2 separate regions of the Arachis hypogaea genome follow, and region 2 is linked to region 1. Evidence: chromatin contacts called from public Hi-C data. All regions are on one chromosome and are shown on one strand. Each heading gives the region's core, a stretch centred on a gene start, on an enhancer-like site or on the middle of the called end of the contact. The rest is flanking DNA. Distances are from core to core; before and after follow the strand shown.

Region 1 (5,510 bases), core at 1,938-4,437:
ATGGCGGCTGGTGACCGTGACGTTAGTGTACCGGCGAGACTTGACGAGAAAGGCATAGAACGCTGACAAACCGTATTGAGAGAGAGAGGTGAGAGAGGGAGATAGTTTATTTGTTTCCAAAACCGACGGTAATCCTAATATTTGATTTAAATTTTAAATTGAAAACTATTCAAAATTAATTAGTTACCTATAATTTAATTTTAATTTCAAATTAACTCCATTGTACATATTATATAAAACATATATTATCTCCTCATACTTTTCTTTTCCTTTTTACTTTAACGTTATTGGTTCTTTGTTATGAATGAATAGATATGTAAAAGAATTTTTTTGTTTTCTTGATTTTTTTTAGAAATATTAAGAGTTATAATCTAACAAAAGGTTTTTATAATGTCCGATAATGATAACAATAAATAAGGGTCTTGTTATCATTTTTTTTAAAGATCAGGTTGAATATTTAATTTACTAAAAGAAAAATCCGCAAGAATTTGATCTATATATCAAAGTTTCAATCTCCAAATAAATTAAACAACGGTGGTTGTTGATGAGCAAAAATTGAAACTTATGAATATTGATAAATGTACCATATTACACGAATAATATTAAAATAAATGAATATCGTTTAGATTGAACAATTAAAAGATAGATTAAATACTTAATTAGATTAATAAAATTTAATCGAAGAGAGCAAAAGAGTATTTTGTTAAGAGTCTTGAAAATCTTAAATGTTGAATACTTGAATGTTACGGATAGTGAATTTGAATGATAAATTGAAAGAAGACAGTGATAATGAGAGTCAAGAGCTTTAGAGATGCTTATACTCTTAGAAAAATCAATCTTGTTTATTTATCTTGAAGTTTGTAAAAATCTTTCATGACAAAACCTTTAGTAACTAATTACCAATTTCTTGGCTCTTTAGTTTTTCAAGCATTAATTAGGCATCAATTAATTAATCAAGAGATTACTGTGGAGTTGTGTGGATCCTTTTTGTTGTTGATGGCTATGCCAAAGATTACTGAGGATCGGTTCGTGCGACTATTTTAGCTATTAGTCTTTAGTTTTATTTTTGGTTATGCTATGTTCCTGTTTGCTCCACCTTTGTTGTGTTGAGCTTTGCTTTCAAAAAAAAAAAATAATCAAGAGATTAGGCACAAAAACTGATTTTTAGATTCAAATAAGATTTAAAAGTAATCCTTAGATTGAATTATATGTCACGTATTTAAGTTAGTCCTGTTCAATTAAATATTTAAAGAAAACATAATTTTCAAAAGTTATTCTAATTTGAATTATATATCACTTATTGAAAATTAAAATGATTAAAAATCATGTATGTCGCACACTATTCCTAGCCGAATTTAAATAGTCATATGAAAGAGTAGTTTTCAAGTTTTGATTCAAATATCAAATTTTTCAATTATAATAAAAGAATCCAAGAAGAATTAGCTTACCTTTCGATTCACTAATTCGAATGGAAAAAAGAATAACTCAATCATAAAATAGGTCAATACAAGACTTCGAAATAAAATAAATGTAGATTAATTATCCATAGAAAACATAAACAAAGCTCTTAACTCTTTGACAGAGGATTAATTACCATGAAGAAGTAAGAAAAACAAGAGAGGTAGTCCAAAGACTTGATGATCTCCTCTATTAGCTATATGCTCACTTATAGGGGTGGTAATGGGATGGGTAGGGGCGGGTTTTGTCCTATCCGATCCCGTCTCACCTTACAATAATTCACATTGAATCTGCCATGCTTTTATCCGAAGGTAGTAAAAAGTTAAATCTTAACCCGTCCCTATAATTATTAGAATCCAACAAATGAAATTAAATTTTAAAATTTATATAATCATAATTACATACATAACATAAATTAAAATAAAAATTTAAATATGATACAATATTATTAATCATTTTACTAATTTTTTTTATATATATTACATATATTATATATTAAAAGTATATATATTTATATATATATTCCATATACCGAAGCGGGTAGGACGGGTTTAGGTTAAACCCGACTCCGTCCCGCCCAAGAACCTGTTCCGTTAAAAATTCGCTCCGGTGCGGGGGCGGGTACCCGCCCTGAGCAGATATGGGCGGGAATGGGTACCCACAAGTACAAATAGTGTTGCCACCCGTACTCACTTATTTATAGTCTAAATTTTAAAATTTAAATTTAAAACTAAATTAATTTTATCTGTCGGAGAGAAAGATAAGATAATTACTCTAATTTTATCTTTTGAAAAAAATGATAAGCTATTGACTTTAATTTTAAATTTAAAATAAAAATTCAAATCAAATCTAAAATGACCAAATCACTTGTGCTTTTAAAGTGAATCAATAACTAATTTTTTAGATCTTCAAGTCTTTTAAATGTGATTAAGATTTTTGATGATAGAAGTAATTAAGTTTAGGCCTTAATTTATTGAATCCATGAGTTATAATTGTACTTAAGTAGGGCTTAAATTATGTCCCAAAAAAAAAAGTAGGGCTTGAATTAGAAGAATTTGAGCAAAAAAGCCGAAAACACACTTCCAAGAATGTATGCATACACCGGCCATGGTGTTGGAATGTAGGATGGACGCCCGGCGAAGATAATATTCAAAGGGGGGCTGCTGGGCGTATACGGAGGCCGCCAGGCGTGGAGTTTCATACGCCTGACGTGCGTGCTGGGTGTCCTGGCTCGTGTGTGTTTTCTTTTTTCTTGAATCATATTTCTTGGGTCATACTTTTTAAGTTACATTTTTTTTGTGCCTGTTTTTTGAAAAGGTTTGATTTTTGTTATTTTTAAATTTAAAATTTTTAAAAATATAAAAATATTATTCTAATTTTAAATATTTGATTATTTATTAAATTTTATTAAAAAATAAAAAATTTAATTAAAATTAAAAAAAAAAATTTAAAAATTATTTAAAATGACGTGTCATAAATCGTCATACGCACATCATCAGATCAAGTTAAGAGAAAACAATGCAAGGAAGTTTCACAAAACATTGCTGTGTGTAATGAATGGACGATATTATGATAACAGCAATTAATGGAATCACAAAACATTTAGCTTCTATTTCCAGTAATTACATATTATTGAATAATACATTTCAAGTTGGGTCCCCTCTGGGTCAGTTCTGTACACTGAGAAAAGGAAAGGAGTGGATCCTAATCTGTTCGAAATTCACGACTACGTACTACCAAAAGAGTGAGGAGATCCATGCATTCCTATTTTCTAACCAATTGAAATTCCCGAAAGCTTCTTCCGGTGTATCATAATAATAAGTAATAAATATTCAATTGTATTTTAATACGTTGCCGATATTGACTTAACACCAATCTCAATCACATCTATACCTTACATAACCAATTTATATTGAATTTTTTTCGTAAATAAAATAAAATAATTAGTTATTTTTCCAAAAAAAAATTTTAGCTTTATTTTTAAGGATATAATTTTTTTTTTTTTGGAAATAACAGCAAGTTCGCCGTACTTCCCGACGAATTTTATAATTTATATAAAATTTGCTTTACTCTCCGACAAACTCTATGATGAGTTCGGAAATAAAAGCAGTCTATTGGAGAGAAGATCAAGGAATCACAATTTTTCTGTTTACTTTCTTTTTCACTATTAACATTGTCGCTATGATGTGAGGAAATCCGTTGTTATCCATTCATTACGATGGTAAAATAGTGTATGATGAAGAAGATTCAATTGTTTTTAGATCGGGCCAACTGATAATTACTTATATGACACCGGAAGCCAACAGTATAACAGTTTTAAAGAATGTGATATTGCATTCCGTCGGACAGCAAGAATCTAAAAGGGTAAAAAAATTTACTACAGATATCCGATCGAAATAGATGGCAATTTGTTTTATAAAAGGTATATTATAGTTGTATTATCTTTGTCTCTATTACTAGTATATTTATCAGACCATGGTTGTGAGCAATATTTCTATTGTTTTGAATTAGGTACCGGTTGCCCGGCGACGAGAACGTACGGCTTATAAGGTCGTGGCACAATCGATGGACCAATATTCATCTGTTGGAATTATACGTGTTTCTTATTGACCTCGGTGGCCGAGGATCATCTGCAGATACTGTCGATGATAGTCCGACGAGTGGAGTTGTTAGACGAACTATCAGAAGGACGATGGTGGATCTAAATATGCCACCTGAGGGTAGTCAGGAGGGGTCTAATGTTGAAGTTCGTAACGTTGACTTAATGGATGACGGTCTTGAAAGTCATGATGGTTCTGCTATTAGAGATCCGATGATGGAGACGATGCTGACAAAGAACCACCCGAAATCCTTGATGATGGTGACGAGGAAGAGGAGATGAACTACTACGGTGACACACAGATTGCTTTGACACAGCCTGCCATTTCTCGACCACATGACCGGCTAGATCATTTCACGAGGTTGAATCTTGATGCAATGACTTCGGATTTGTAGTTTACCCAGGGAGGTCCTGAAGAAGACCCAAGCAATGAGTTTGAGATTGGACAACAATTTGGGAACAAGGAAGAAGTCATGTTGGCAGTTAAGCAATACAACATCAGGAGGGCTGCGGAGTACAAAATAGTAGAGAGTGACCATTTGAGGTATAATGCATGATGTATCCAGTTCGGACCCGTTGTAATTGGATCATACTCATATCATATCGCCGAAAGCAAGAAAGGTGGGAGGTTAGGAGATACACTGGTCCTCATACTTGCGCTCCTCTGTGGCGTCCTTCTCCAGCTCTCCACAAACTGTGTTGCGGAGCCAAGTGAGCTTCACAGTCCACTTTGTTTGTGACTGTCTGTCCTCTAGGTCGGGAACAACACTCAGAATATGCTCACATAACTCCTCAATGGTCCGTCCTTGATGGTGCTGCTCCCACCCACCTATGCATCCACTCACAGGATCACCGTCAATCCTGAGTCCCAACTGATAGGCCAGGTCCTGCAGGGTGATAGTCATCTCCCCACACAGTAGATGAAAGGTATGGGACTCAGGCCTCCACCTCCCTATCAACGCTGAGGTAAGCGACCAATCGTGCTCGAACTCGACCATATAGGCCACGTACTCAAACTTGGCTCGTCTCAGATACGGCCTAATCTGCTTCGACGGCCGTGTCATCAGATTTCGTCTGGTGCGCAAGATTCGAGGCGCCTACCAAACGGAAAAAAATTAAGAAAAAAAAAGGGACGGTGAAGAAATATAATAGCAAATTCACTACTTATTCAATACAATAAAATAAAAAAGGTTAAAAAATCATACCACTCGATCAAGCCTCCCAACAATGTGCTTAGCGTGATCCAATCTATACATCTCATCCTCATAACCCAATAACTGCTGCTCCATCGAAACACAATCTAATAAAATAAAATCACACACTAAATTATTAAAAAATAAACTAAATGAAAAATAGCTTATAAACCTACTAATTTTAAGTTTACCCTATTTAACTGACGTCATCATGTAACTAATTAATTTATAACTAACTCAACTCTAAATTTTATTGCTCA
Region 2 (4,864 bases), core at 730-3,229, 190 kb after region 1:
TAATCAAGAATTTTTAAGAATCTATCATATCAAACTTTTGCAATTAACTACATAAAAAAGGGCAGCCCGGTGCACAAGCATCCTGCACTAACGCAGGATATGGGAGAAGGCCACACCCAAAGGTATAATATACGCAGCCTAACCTGATAATTATATTAGTGGCTAACTACATGATATTTCAAAAATAGGATGCAGAGCTTTATCAAATAACAGGAAATAGATATTCAGGGAAAAACGTAAAAGGAAAACAAAACAAAGATCAGGAAATAGGGTAAGTTTGGTTTCCGTTTTCATTTCCTATTACCATGGCTTGAATTCTATGTTTCATGATTTTGTAAATGAATTGGCAAATGAAATGACAAAAAGAAACATGAGATTTCACTATTACCACAATGGAAACAAGAAATGGAAAATTAATCCAAATAGTTGGTCAATTTCACATTTATATTTATTATTGATATGCATTTGGTCCTGCAAGAAAAATCAAGGATTCCACAATAATAAGAAAATTGATACATCAAGGGTTTATTCAAATATGAATCAAGGTAGAAACAGAGCATGTTCTTAAGTCAAGGAATTCTCATCCAAGCCAAAATTCAGCTGAGTACTATTCATAGTTCTGCATTTACATTAGTCATGTTTTGTTTTGCAACTTGTCTGAGCACAAGAGAATGAAAAGAAAGAAGGCTTACTCAAAAGAGAAGAATATCGAAACTGACGGTTGCCATGTTTGTAGCAGATGCTTCAGATTACTGTATAAGAATAGGCTATCGAGGAGAAGGAGGAAACCCATAAAAGATACAATCCGAACATGGGACAACATGGGCACCGTAGGAGTTGTCTCAATGTACTCAACCCTCTTTTGAGCCAACCAATGCAAAGCTTTAATCAACAATAGCGCTGTGACCATCGCAAGAAACGTAACTGAGAAATCCTGCCTAAAAATAGTAATGGCAAAGAGGATTTCCATAACCTCCCTCCACGATTGCTCGTTAAGCCTTTCTACCTCAGCTTCTCTAAGAGAACCCAGGAATACCTTTTTAGTCAACTGCCATAGAATACACATAATAACCAAACCCATGTTGAGAAGAAGCACTAAGCTGATCTTGGAAGTTGAAAGATACACCATTGCCGGATAAAACTGGCCTCTACTGTTAAATGCATGATATGTGATAGCCAGGGTTGCAATCAAACTGAGACCGGCATATGTCTTCAGCCTCATCATTCCGCCCTACACAAAAGCACAATAAACCATCATTTAATTAAAATCTGAAACCCTAAATTAGCTAATTAAACCTGTAACTAGGACTTCATATGCATTTGGATTTTTCACAAATAAGCATGAACAAGACGAAATAATACAATTTATCCTAGAAAACTAAATTAAACAATTGAGGTGTCATAGAAAATCCATAAATTAGTGAGCTAGTCAATCACTATTTGGCATTCGAAGATAACGAGAAAATGCAGATAAATAGAATGCATGATCCTTAACTTCATATTCAATGGCAAATCGATAGAAAGAAAAAAGAAAAGACAAGAATAAAAAAAAGGCTTATGCATATGAATTACAGCACTACCGTGAGCCCTAACTTGGAATCAAATCAAGACGGCGTTAAAGGAATTCAAGAAAAACTAAAATTTGAAAGAATTAAAAGTCGTTGGTTGAAGAGATGAATTACCAAGCGAGTGCTCTCTCTCTCTCTGTCTCTCTCTCCCACTCTGTGTGTTGGTGAGGTCCTAATCGGAACCGAAAGACGATCGTCGGTAGCTACCAGCTCCGTGGATATTTTCCAATTTTTTTTTTCTTTTCAATCTATTTGTATTTACAATTTTGAGTCTTAAATAGTTGATGTTAAAATAAGGACATGATGTATGCATAGCCAACCAGATCTTGCCACGTACGTCGCTGCGTGGACAGGCCAATTAGGGTTCGTAAAATATTATCTTAACAAGTTAAACATTTCTTCTCCAGGGTACTCAATATTCTGAAGCTTAAGCCGTTCTAGTTATTGATTTGGTGATTTAGAGATTCTATCCGTTCAATTAAAATAATTAAATTTAATAAAATATGTTTAATATATATGAATAACAACTAGCCAATGAGTTGTCAATGAGTTATAGCTCAAATGACATAATCTTCCCATACTCAATTAAGAGGTTACGGGTTTGAGTCTTCTATCTTTGGTAAAAACAAAAAAAACAACTAGCCAATGAGTTATAGCTCAAATGACATAGTCTTCTCACACTCATATAAGAGGTCGCAGGTTTGAGTCTTTCTATCTTTGATAAAAAATAAAATATATATGAATAACACCTTGCTATTGACGCTGTTGTCGGGGACCTGAAAATCAGCACACAACCATGGCGGATAACCATTCTAAAGACGGCTCGTAGAGACTTGGAGGAAAAGCTAGAGAGATTCCGAGATTGGAATCTGATCTTAAAGGGTGAAGATCTTGAGCTGATCGAAGAGCTACACCTTTAGGATCTGAAGATCCATTCTCAAAAGAAATTATGAGAGCTAAAGTCCCTAGAAATTTTAAAAGCCCGAACATGGACCTTTTATGATAGGATGACCGACCCTCGCCACCACCTGAGTAATTTCAAAATCTGTGTGTTTGGCTGATGCCTCTAATGCGACTCGATGCAAAACCTTCCCAACTACTTTAACCAAGGTGGTCATGAAGTGGTTTGACAATCTCCATTCAAGGTCGGTCACCTGCTTCGACGACTATTTCTCATAAGGTTTTTGATCTAGAAAGACAAGGTTAAATATGTCCTAAGCCTCTTGGGAGTCAAGCAAGAGGTCCACGAATCACTTAGGGTCTATATGGAAAGGTTCAACAAGGTGTGCATGGGACTTATTAATGGCCTCAAGAAAAGTCCCTTCTCACAATCCATTTCAAAGAGGCACCCGACCTCTCTGTATGAGGTTCAAGAACGAGCCGAGAAATATATCAATATGGAGGAAATTACAATGTTGAGAAGACCTACCTTAGGACAAAGTAATTAGTACCAGCCTCAGAAAAAAGAGCAGGAGCTCAAGAAAAAAGAAGAATACAACTCGGACAAGTCTAGGAGATATTATTCCTATATTCCACTACGAGTCTCTCTGGTTGATGTTTATAGAGAAATTTGCCACAGTGAAATGATACCACCTCCTAGGCACATTCGAAGTAAGAAAGAGGGAAATCGATCTGAATATTGTGAGTATCACAAAATTTATGATCATTCAACCAACGACTGCTACGACCTGAAAATGTGATTGAAAAATTGGCCAAAAAAGATTAGCTGGATAAATACCTTACTGGAAAATCAGATGAAACCAACAAAAAGAAAAAGGATGAAGAAACAGAGAAGATGAGATAAACAACAAGGAACCTTGAGAGACACATCTACATGATCGTTGGTGGCTTTGCAAGGGAGGGATAACAAAATCCTCTCTCAAAAGACATCTGAAGGAAGTCTACTAGGTTGGAGAATGTGAAGAAGTGCCCCAGTTGCCTACAATAACCTTCACAAAAGGGAATAAAGGAAGAACCCTGAGCATAGACTACATCATGGTAGATGTCGCATCAGCCTACAATGCCCTAATAGGTCAGTCAACCTTAAATCGACTTATGCAGTGGTGTCAACTCCCTATCTTTGTATGAAATTTTCTACCCCAGAAAGAATAGCAACTATAAAAGGAGATCAGAAACTAGTTAGAAGATGCTATAATGAAAGTTTGAGGCTACGTGGCTGAACAAAGGGAAAAAAGGTTAATTCAATAGAACTCGAAAAGTGTCTGAGTTCATGAAGAAGTGAGACATTAGCTAAAGGAAAAATCGAAGAGGTGCAAATAGGAGAAAAAGTCTGCAAATGTGTGACCAATTTAGATCAAAAGTTAAAATAAGATCTCATCAAACTCCGATCCTACAAGAGAATTCCAACCTTTTTGCCTAGAAAGATTCTAACATACCGAGCATCCATCTTGATCTCATGAGCCACAAATTAGCTGGATACCAAAGTTCACATCCTGTATAGCAGAAATGACGAAAACTTAGTCCTGAAAGAGCATAAGTGGTGGAGGAGCAAAATCAAGCGCTGTTAGAAGCCAGATTCATAAGCAAAGTAAAATACCCTTATGGCTAGCCAATGTTATGCTCGTGAACAAGCACAATGAAAAATGGAGGATATGTATTGACTACACCGGCCTCAATAAGGCCTGTCCAAAAAGTTCCTACCTGATGAGCGGATAATTTATACGCTTTTTGGCATTGTTTTTAGTATGTTTTTAGTAGGATCTAGTTACTTTTAGGGATGTTTTCATTAGTTTTTATGTTAAATTCATATTTCTGGACTTTACTATGAGTTTGTGTGTTTTTCTGTGATTTCAGGTATTTTCTGGCTGAAATTGAGGGACTTGAGCAGAAATCGGACTGCTGATGCTGTTGGATTCTGACCTCCCTACACTCAAAATGAATTTTCTGGAGCTACAGAACTCAAAATGGCGCGCTTCCAATTGCGTTAAAAAGTAGACATCCAGGACTTTCCAGCAATATATAATAGTCTATACTTTGGCTAAGGATAGACGACGCAAACTGGCGTTCAATGCCAGCTCTCTCCCCAATTCTGGCGTCCAGCGCCAGAAAAGGATCCAAAACCAGAGTTGAACGCCCAAACTGGCACAAATGCTGGCGTTCAACTCTAAGAAGGACCTCTACACGTACAACACTCAAGCTCAGCCCAAGCACACACCAAGTGGGCCCCGGAAGTGGATTTATGCATCAATTACTTACTTCTGTAAACCCTAGTGACTAGTTTATTATAAATAGAACTTTTTATCATTGTATTCACAGTCTTGGTTATTCCGGTTCCC

Evidence for each region. Hi-C and Micro-C count contacts between places; a contact is called where the count stands out from the background.
Region 2: a contact with region 1 is called in a Hi-C map of an unstated tissue, with 3 times the contacts expected there. The contact joins the promoter of LOC112720587 here to the enhancer-like site in region 1. A contact is called at or near these places in 3 of 8 Hi-C or Micro-C datasets (leaf and an unstated tissue).

What each region holds. Positions count from the first base shown.
Region 1 is chr11:27,862,559-27,868,068 of arahy.Tifrunner.gnm2.J5K5, forward strand. No RefSeq gene overlaps it. Among protein-coding and RNA genes, the nearest start is that of LOC112720585, 4.2 kb to the left of the region's middle. Within about 2 kb of position 3,188, at least 1 of the 3 cell types and tissues checked has open chromatin away from gene starts, as enhancers often do.
Region 2 is chr11:28,057,729-28,062,592 of arahy.Tifrunner.gnm2.J5K5, forward strand. It overlaps LOC112720587 (ERAD-associated E3 ubiquitin-protein ligase HRD1B), which reads right to left and starts at 1,980. Exons shown (of 8, transcript XM_025771572.3): 1 at 1,683-1,980; 2 at 693-1,231. The coding sequence starts at 1,225.